Linked DNA regions of Oncorhynchus mykiss: region 1 is linked to region 2. The links are chromatin contacts, called in public Hi-C maps. All regions are on one chromosome and are shown on one strand. Each heading gives the region's core, a stretch centred on a gene start, on an enhancer-like site or on the middle of the called end of the contact. The rest is flanking DNA. Distances are from core to core; before and after follow the strand shown. Region 1 holds the start of LOC110530272 (deubiquitinating protein VCIP135). Region 2 holds the start of lactb2 (endoribonuclease LACTB2).

The links. A called contact is a pair of places that touch in the nucleus more often than the background predicts.
Region 1: a contact with region 2 is called in a Hi-C map of liver, with 7 times the contacts expected there. The contact joins the promoter of LOC110530272 here to the promoter of lactb2 in region 2. A contact is called at or near these places in 2 of 3 Hi-C or Micro-C datasets (blood and liver).

What each region holds. Positions count from the first base shown.
Region 1 is chr8:61,142,990-61,148,654 of USDA_OmykA_1.1, reverse strand. It overlaps LOC110530272 (deubiquitinating protein VCIP135), which reads right to left and starts at 2,913. Exons shown (of 3, transcript XM_021613194.2): 1 at 86-2,913. The coding sequence starts at 2,735.
Region 2 is chr8:60,958,125-60,963,213 of USDA_OmykA_1.1, reverse strand. lactb2 (endoribonuclease LACTB2) reads right to left here and starts at 1,498. Exons shown (of 7, transcript XM_021613185.2): 1 at 1,179-1,498; 2 at 848-975; 3 at 540-663; 4 at 92-270. The coding sequence starts at 1,300.

The DNA of each region.
Region 1 (5,665 bases), core at 1,664-4,163, 180 kb before region 2:
TGTCTTTCTTTTGTAGCAGTAAATAATGACAGCCTAACTATTGACTTGAATACTAAAACCTTTCCGCACCCTTCCCTTTTCTTACCCATTAAGGTTGCTAGGAGACAGAGGGAGGACATCTCAAGGTCAATGTTGTCCTGCAGCTCTCTGCTAGTATTCATTCTGCTGGAAGTCACTGGATCATCACTCTTCACAGAGAGGAGGGAATGCAGAGTTGAATAGGAACTGGAGGCACTTGGGACGGATGCCTTGCGGTCCTCTGGACCTCTCAGGATCTCCACAGTCACCCTGTCCCCGTGTTGGAGAGCCACCGGTTCATTCTCTGCTCCATCCTTGGGAGGGAAAAGTTCTTTGGGTGGGAATCCATGTCGGATACATTGCTGAGCTGGAGGCATGGTGAACTCATTAGCAATGCTCCTCTGGAGCTCAGAGAAGGTGGTCTGAGCCTGTAGAGTGAGCATGGCCTGCCGCCCGTCGCTAGTGGTGACACGGATCTTCTTCTCCTTGCTGGAAGTGGGGGAGAAGGAGGATTTGGTGGGTGTGGCTGGGGAGGAGGAATGTTCCTGAGCAGCACTTGGGGAGGGTGGCCTGCCCTGTCCCTTCTGCTCCTGCTTCAGTCGATCCGTCCTCCTCTTCTGGGTCACTAGGGCCTGCTCGCTGATGCTCTGCTGAAGGCTCCGCTCTGCCTTACTCACTGTAAGCTCCTCTTTGTGAATGGTCTTTGATTTCTGCCCAGTTAGTATGATCTTAGTCGGTGGCTGTGTGTCAACAGCCTGCTGAGTTTCCACCACGTCTGTGAGCCTCTGAGCATGCGCCCCGTCAATGGAGACTGGGTTATACTCGTCTGGGTTCTTCTTGGCAGTGTGATGTAAAATGGTGTTCACCACTTTCTGCACTAGGAGCTCACTGCCAAACTCCCCAGGGAAATGCTTGGTGACCAGTTTCATGGCGACATCATACACGTTGCTGTTCAGGTCCACATTAACCTCATACTGGAACCAGTACACAGTCTCCCGCACGACCCGCCCACCCCACTCCAGAGTGATGGGGAAAGCCTCTGGCAGATTGTCGTATTCCTTTCCCTCCCAGTAGTGCTTAAAGCCACAGCCACATTTGCCCCCCTGGGAGCGGGTGTTTGTTCTGTCTCCATCCAGATACACCACAGAGCCGTTGCCATGGATGTGGCGCACGGAGGTGCCGTGGCACCAGTTGCATGTGTTCAAAGAGCTCAGCTTGTAGTCAGGAATGAGGATGTCCCTCTCAGGGTCGTAACAGCAGACAACCTTGTTCAGCGGGAAGCTGTAGTTCTTGTCAGGTCTGAGCTTCCCGTGGGTGGATTTAGCCAGGTTGTAGAGCTTACCACCTGGAGCCAGCCACTCAGGTAGAACATGAAGCTCAGAGAGTGCATTGCAGATCAGACAGCGATGTAGCCGGTTTTCCATGACTGATTTCCTGGCAGCCTCCGTCACCTCTTCGGGTTGGACGCCGATCACACCGGTCCGTCTGTAAACGTACTGATGCACGTCTGCCACCAGGGAGGGGTGGATTCCATGTTTCTCCATGAAGATCTCCTCCATGGCATTGACCAGTCTCATCACATACTTGTCTTGTAAGCTCCTGTCTCCCCCGATGACACAGCTCCCATCTTGTTCCAGCTTTATATACTTCTTGATGAGCTCCTGTGGCACTCCCCATGCCTTGGGGAGAAGCCTCGGTGGCAGCTTGGGGAGAAGGGTGTTCTTTATCCCGACGAGGGGGATGTAGTGGTTACGCCCTGAGCTACTCCAGGCGATGCATATAGGCTTGTTAAACTTCCCGTCTTTTCCTTTGCACTGCTCTTCCGGCACAAGCCCAGGGAGAAAACTTGCAGAGTAATCCCCAGAGCTCCTCATTCCACTCAGTGAATCTAACAAGATTATGGGGCGGTGCAACACATTGGCCAAGCCGAATATGTGAATGTTCCGAAGTCCCAGTGGCACACCCTCCGGTGGGATAAACAGGGGGTCACATTCGTTGATGATGTCCTCCCATTCGGCTGCATCAATAAAATCCTGAAAGAGTGCCTTGTAGCGATCCAAGTTTTGTTTGAAATGTTGTTTCAAATTCTCTCTCAAGGCATGCCAGAACAGTTCTCTGCCTACCAGGGCCCTGGACACAGCATGAACAAGACAATGTCCATCTCCATCCACATGAACAGGAATGAGGCATTCTTTGTTGCTGTTTGCTTTCTTCATCTCCTCCAAAGTGTCGTGAAGGTATATCAGGCTCCCGGATCTGTCCTTGCCATAGCCAACCGTAGATACATGCTCCTGTTCAATTAGAAACGCCCTGTCTCCTAGAAGTGAACAGTCGAACATTTCTCCTTGATTCATTTCCCGCAGCAGTTTCGCTTTTCCCGTCTGCTTATCCATTCCATACCTTGTGAGAATAGGAGAAAGGAGCTTGCAATGGTAGTTGGAAAGCCCCATCACTTTCACCAGCTCTGTTCCCTTTTTCGGTGCACCAGTGACACCGAGTAAGGCATTTCTTAACAAATTGTGAAGCACAACGTCTGGATCAGTTACTTCTTCCACATTTAAAAGATTATTCTGTTCGTGGCGTTGGCCACACTCTGTGCATTCAATGCTAATCGAACCGTAAGCAGGGAAGAATAGCCTCGCCTGGCATTTCGGGTCTGGGCAGGTACCGGACAAAATACGCTTGTCCTTTTTCTTGGAGCCCTGTAGCAACGACATTCTGGCGAATAAAACTATACTATGTATTGATCCTACAAGACCATAATGGTTTAACCACCAAATAACTGCCTAGCAATCCCGCTTTTACTCAAGAACTAAGCTAGTATTTGCCAGAATAACAACCGATAACAACACGGAAGCGATTGTTTTTTTCTCTCCATGAACGAACGACTAGCGTTTCGTCAGCAACACTAAAAAAGGTACTTCCGGGTCATGTAATTTCAGCAATTTTCAAAATAAAAGTTCCCCACATAATAGTAGAAATGTTTAATTTATTCATGATAATGAACAATAATTGTCGAAACATTAACAATGAGTAAATGTTCATAATTAAATGACATTTGCATTAGAAAACTATTCTAGGTGCCGAAGTAAAGGTGGGGTTGGGATTACCCAGTAGGGTCTGTTGATGGTGTTATTTCATGGGGACTGAGGTCTATGCCCAGCAAAACCTTCTACTCCACCCACTCCAGTATACTCACGAGAGTGCGTAGAACACAAAACAGCCAATCGCCTCCTCAAGCCTCTTCCTTCAAGTAAACGGATGAGACCCAGGACAGCAAGACTTGGTCACATTTGATTTGATTTTATCAGCACCTTCTCTGAGGCTATGAGGTCGATGAACTCATGTTGAGTCTAAATCATACTTCTACACTGTTGTACTGTCACTTTAACTCTGCTGACTGACGAATTGAGGACTATATCTAAATGATGAAACTATACATGAACTAATTTATAGCTTTCTCTTTGTTTGCTTCCAATGTGAAATAAACGCCATTCCATACCAGACTTGCACTCTTGGCTTTCCCTATAATGTGTGTGCCAAATTCCAACTATTCCCTGGTGATTGGGAAAGAAAAGAATTACTTAAAAGAAACAATGTTAACAATGTGGCCAGTAGATGGGGTGTTAATTGACTGGCACACCTGTAAATTACCAACATTATAATTGAATTACAAAACTTCCATCAGCAAGGCTGTTCTGAATGGATCGTCACTTTTCATTCATCTAGCAAACTCATAACTCACATCGCTTTCTCTCACCTTTTATACGATAATTATTATATCTGTCTTTGAGGAGCATTTCAAGCATTTTGGCTAGACAAATCACCCAAATGATGCCTATAGCCTATCAACGGTTATCACAGAGTTTAACCGCACTTTTCTTCAACCTACCCTGGTCGCAATTCATCAAAATGGTTTCATCTTGGACTTGTGAGTTCAAGTTTCTGTGGTTGTGTGACATATAATTGCCTCATAAAATAGCTCTGTGCTCACTAGGAAAAGGTAGATTCTAGTGAATAGACTGGATGGACCCTGTGGCTCCATTTTAAGCTGTTTGACCACAGTAAAGGTCTAGCAACACTTCCTGACCTTGTTCAAACTCACCTGATTTGTATTCTAAGGACTGTAGTGAGTAGACTGGATCCTGGTTTTATAGACACACAATTGATCGTTTTGCCTGTACAGTGTTATATTTGTACCGTAGTGTCCAGTGGCTCCATTTTAAGCTGTTTGACTGCAGTAAAAGTCCAGCAACACTGGATATGACCTAGATTTTTAAAAATCAAACTGACCTTTTTTTGTATAATAGGGACTCTGGTGAGTATGCTGGACGATGGTTTTATGGACCAATCCATTGTTTTCCTGTACAGAATACAGTAAGACCTTTCTTAAACATTACATTTCAAAATTGCATCCTTGAACAATAACACCAGTAAATTAACAAGATTCATACAATCAAAATAACGAGTTATTTTCTTAGCTTGTCATTGTATATATATATATATATGTTTTACCAGTAGGCTAATATGTTCTTTACATGAATTGACTTAATCTCCAACCCTTTCTCAATGTGCCCCACCTTATAAAATTATTTATCTTATACAAAGTAGTAATACTCTTGAGATTTTCCCACCATGTAGTAAAAAAAAAATCGCATCATTTTAACATTATGCACCTTGAAAATCTGCAAAAATGATTGATTTTGTATCATACACATAGCGTTTTAAGGCAGACTTTTAATTTGAAGGTAAAATCTGAAAACCGGAAGTCTCAATGCTGCTGCCCTGACTCTGTTGAGCGTCTGTGGCGAAACGCAGTTTTCCATGGGTTGTGGTACAGATAGTTTTCTAAACTGTGCTAGTTGCGTTTATCTTTTGATATGAGTCCAAACCAGGACACATATAATAATTTAACGAATACTAAGTAAGATTTATTATCTTATTGTGTCAAGTAACTATGCCTATTACAGTCAGATTTGGATAAATTAGTTGTTTATTTGGCTTAAAATTTACTACAAGTACCATGATGCGTTTTGGTTTTGCACAAATCAACCTAATTTATTTATTAATTAATTTACCTGAATATGTTTTACATTTATACACTTCTAGAACAGAGTATGTGCAATACAAGTGTGTGTTAACGAATCTCTAACGTTGCTGTGTCAAAAGATTAACGGTACATGCATGAGGAGACAGCAACATATAAGGAGTCATATGTTGGCAACATTAGCTAGTATTAGCCACTAGCTAGCTACAGTCTTCCCAAATTCGAGAAACATTTTGTTGTAATCAATGTCAATATATATTTTATTTTGCTTTACTGCTATTAGCCCATACAAACGCATTGAATAATAGGTTCACCACATGGAACAACAGCTAGTCCCCCCCAGAAATATCTAACGTAAGTTATTCTTTCCATAATAGTTTGTAGGCCAAACCGTTTGGACGCTACATACGATTTTGTGAGAAGACCAATTTTCAGGATGTCTCATGGCCTGACAAAAACCGCTTTACCGCTGTCAACTTTCACCGCAGATGCGACACAGGTGGAGGATAACAGATCTCTACTTTAAATTGGACGGATTTTGATGTGGATTTTGCATTATGCTAATTCGATTTTCACAGGGACGCAGACATCGAGGTGCAG
Region 2 (5,089 bases), core at 249-2,748:
GACAAAATTACTGCACTAAATAGGGAATAAGGTGCCATTTGGGACGCATTCCCATGAGTTTTAATAAGTGTTTTAGAGCTCAATAACAAACCTGGGTATATTAGGTCAGCCTGTGAGTCCAGCAGAATCTGCAGAGATTTCATATAGTCATAGAGATCTTCAAACACGGCCGTTCCCTCCCCCAAAATACAGTCTCCTGAGAAGATGGCCTTCTCTTCCTCCAAAACAAGGGCCATGTGGTCATCTGTGTGTCCTGGGGTGAATAGGACTCTGCGCACGCACACAAATGCACACACCCACAGTTATACATAGAGCCATAATAAAGCTTATGCACTTCACAGTGCTTGACTTGGACTAAAATAGGTGCCGGGACTGTTTATATTTAGGTGCAGGAGCTTCACAATACTTCTGAGCCAACATTCTATAAGAGGTGCAGGAGCTCAAGCAGTAGAATGGAGGTGCCGGTACTCAGCTCCGGTGAGCTGCTGCCCAAGTCAAACACTGGCACTACACTATTTACACAGTAACGTTACACTTACTTCAGTGTGGCCCCCTCAGTTTCTATGACGTCTCCATGTTTCAGGTAAGTGTACGTCTTACTTGGTCCTATTCTTTCGTCAGTTGGGGGAGAGCGAGGGAGTTTACTTACTTGTAACTCAGAACCTGCGTGGAGAAATAAAAGCACATAGGCACACAAGTGATGTGTGGCTTTCTGAGTCAGCGTCAACAAAAAGCACATAACGCCTCTGAAGCTGTCAATCTGTGGCTGACAAAATGAGACAGTTACTATCGTCAGGTGTCTGTCACTCACTTCCAGTAATGTCTCTGCAGATGTCGATCACCCCACCTGTATGGTCGTGGTGCCAATGGGTGACAATGATCTCCTGGATGGCAGTGTTGAACTGGCTCAAGGCTTGTTGGAGACTGCTGATGTACTCAGGGACGGCAGGCTCTCCTGTGTCTATCAACACTCGCCTTAAAACAAGAATGGTCTGAATTTAATTCATGCAGTTTGATACTTTTGTGTAGTTTCCATATCCATAACACTCTTTCAATAAAATTGTACTACATTAGACCTTCAACTGAAAATGGATAGGCACGCATGAAGCAATGCTGTCCAAGAGGGGAAATGCGAGGCTAGTACAGGTGTGGAATACATTTCCACAAAACGAAAATACCTTTTCCCCGTTCCAACTAAATACGTATTGGTTCCTTGTAGTGTCATTGGACCAGGGTTGCATCCCAGGATTCGCACAACTCTGGACGATAGCTGCTCGATACGAGGGAGTATTGCACTCATGGTTCACGACGCAATCAGGTACGTATATCAATTGTGCTGATGTTAGTAACTCAAAGCCCCGTGCAATGTGAAAATAAAATCTGTAGTCCAAGACGCTGAAGTTGTAAATTAGCTTTGAACTTCACCTCTCCGATGTAAATAAACATTGACCTGGAGTGGAGGATTACTTCCTGTGTGACGTGGCACCTCACCTCGTTTCAAAATAAAAGCCTCATTATCCAAATAAAAGTGTTTGCTAAAAGTCTAAACAATTTAGCCTCAAACTACAAAACGATTGCATATAATTTCATAATAATTATAGTACATCGTAAATACTGCCCCCCCCCCCCCCCCCCCCCCCCCCAAAAAAAAATAATATATATATATGACAGACACAAGCACGAGATGGTAGTAACTGAGCTAGGTCAATAGGTAGAGCCATTGTCAAATCTTATTCAGAGATACATGGTTAATCAATTGACTATATCAGTATGTTGTAGATAAAGTGTGACAGGATAATAAGATAATTACGATTTATGATAAACACATTTGCACATTTCTCTGTAGAAAAAAACAAGAACGACCGTTTTCAGCACAAACTGTTGAAAACAACTATACGTCATGTGTGTGTGAGCATTTGTTTCTTTCCAGTTTAAATATCACCTTGGGTTTGTTTAGCCTCTGTAAGTGTATTGACTTTAATTATTTATAGTAAGTAAAGCTAAATGATTTTTGTCTGCTGTCATCGGCATAAATGTAATAGACCTTCACACATTTCTACATGTCATTTATTACACGATTTAACACCAACTCATTTAATGTGTTTTGACTTTGCAGTTCCTATGCATTGGCCGTATCGTCATTATATAGAATATAAGGGACAGCATGATCTTAAATAAAGCTGTGTGATATTTATTTTATTCATTCTATTACCCCCCTAAGTGCTTCATGAGTAATAGTACATGCATTACAAGAGATCAATACAGTCAAATTAACCCATAAAACTGACATAGGATGCAGCTGTAAATCGTACAATGGGTCCAACTACACCCATAACACAACCCATCCCACTGAATGCTGTGTTTGATATTTGTCTCTCATAAATTGTGACCTATAAAAATGGCTGCTTGGTCTATATAATATTTACAGGAGCGTTGAGAGGTAGCAGAGACCTTTTCTAAATGAAATGGATCCTGCCATCTGGGTATCAGGGCCCTTTTCTTCTCTTCTCTCCCTCTGTAATTACACAACATAATGGCTGTGCAATCTGTCTGTAATCTCACATTATAATCACTCTGCTTTCCTTCCCTCTGCACCTCACTCTCTCTCCACTGCTGCTAATTCAATATAAATGTAAATGACCGGGAGAAAGAATGGAGAAAGAAATGTAGAAATCTCATTTTTATTTACATGCCTAATCACAATAAATTGTTTTGTGTGAATTTTGGTGAAATATGAATGGGGTCGTAGAGGATAAGGGAAAATGAGAGAAGTTTGAGGATGTTTGAAGAATCCTTTGGTTAAAGCGTTTTATTTCACAAATCCATCATAGTGCCCTTGTTATAGGCTTACTGAACCATAGTGCTATTCAGACATGAACTATTTCTTCCATTTAAAAACATCACAGAACCCTTCATAATTCACAAAAATAGGGAATATAACGGCACTAATTTTATCATCATTTATTATTGAAAATGCACAAAAACGTTGCGTAATTACATCTCCCATTTAGAAACTTAATTTACCAATGGTTTAAATGGAGAGAGAGACTGGGAGAGAGAGAGAAGGAGAGAGACAGAGGGAGAGAAACCAGCTCATTGGACCGAAGACACGTTGCGTTAATAATGTATGACTAAGCAGGTGTAGCAGGATGAGAGTTTAAATATGGATTATAGATAACAGACATTTTAGGGTAGATGCCTGATGTGTAATCTCTCAACTGTCCTTCAACAAATCACTGCAATATACACCCACTAATATTTTATGGGAGCAGTAGTGAGGATGCCCGAGTCACAATTATCTCTTGAATATCCCACTTTGCTTGTGTTGTTATCAAAGTATTATCATCCAAATACAGTCTCTACTTCGCCTATGTATTTCTTATACTATTCTGACTGTACTCCATATATCTGCTGTTTACTAGTTTCATCATTCAGAATCCTTGTATTCAAGCAATATCTCACCGTTCATTACACCCCTAAACCTAACCCTGTCAGTCCCGAGTCCGTTCAAATGAGACACAAGCAATGATGTATGCATGAGCCCTGAGTGCAGTGAAGGACTCTTCAAGTCAAAGTTGTGATAACATTTTCTTTGCGTCTGCATAAACCCTTCTTGAAATGTATCAACATGTTCTGTCCCCTGACAAACCGTTGACTGCCTTGTATGATGTCACCACCAATGAAGGATGCTTGACTTGTTACTATCCCTCCTCTTGCTGTGATGAAACATCGACGGGTCTGTAGTGGATTGAGAGCTTGAAGTTCCTCTGTGTCCACATCACTAAGGAATTAACATGGTCCACACACACCCACACAGTTGTGAAGAGGGCACTACAACGCTTCTTCCCGCTCAGGAGGATGAAAATGATTGACATGGGCCCTCAGATCCTCAAAAAGGTCTACAGCTGCACCATTGAAAGGATCTTGACTGGCTGCATCACCACTTGGCACGGCAACTTCACGGCACCAGACCGCAAGATGCTACAGAGGGTGGTGATCACTGGGGCCGAGCTCCCTGCCATCCAGGACTACTACAATATACCAGGCGGTGTCAGAGGAAAACCCCAAAAATGGTCTAAGACTTCAGCCAACTAAGCCATAGACTGTTTTCTCTGCAACCACACGACAAGCGGTATCAGTGCACCAAGTCTGGAACCAACAGGACCCTGAACAGCTTCTACACCCAAGGCATTAGACTGCTAAACAAGACCTCTAAATAGCTAATCAAATGGCTACCCAGACTACCTGCATTGACCCTTTTTTGCACTAACTCTCTTGCACTGACTATGCACACACACTAGACTCTACCCACACACTCACACATACTTACACTGACACCCCAACACACACACACACACACACACACACACACACACACACACACACACACACACACACACACACACACACACACACACACACACACACACACACACACACACACACACACACAACAGGCGACCACACACAAATAACACACGCACACATGCATACTAGCACTACACACACACTCTCTCTCTCACACACACACACACATAATTTCACACTCACCACATACACTGCTGCTACTGTATTTTATCCTGCTGTCTAGTGACTTTAGCCCTACCTGTACAGTAGCTACCTCAATTACCTCATACCCTTACACATCGACTCGGAACTGGTACTCCCTGTATATAGGCATGTTATTTTTTACTTGTTATTGTTATTCATTATTCACTGTATAGTTAGTTACTTCTCGTGTCACTGTTTCATATTTTTTTTATCTTTCACTCTGCATTGTTGGAAATGAGTAAGCATTTCACTGTTAGTTAGTCTGCATCTGTTGGTTACGAAGTATGTGACAAATAAAATTGGATTTGATTGAGCTTCTTGTAGTCTACGTATAGGAATTAGGGTGCCATTTGGGATGAAAGTCTACGTATTGTTCTTTTAAGTTCTGTCGCTAGAGGTCATATGGGGAAACAGGTGAGAGTGCTGAAAGGCAGACATTTATATAACAGAGTGGGATTGACAATTTACACCAGCAATGAAAGAGCCAGATGCTATTGATCTGTCCCCTACCCTGGCCACCGGACCGTATCAATATTGC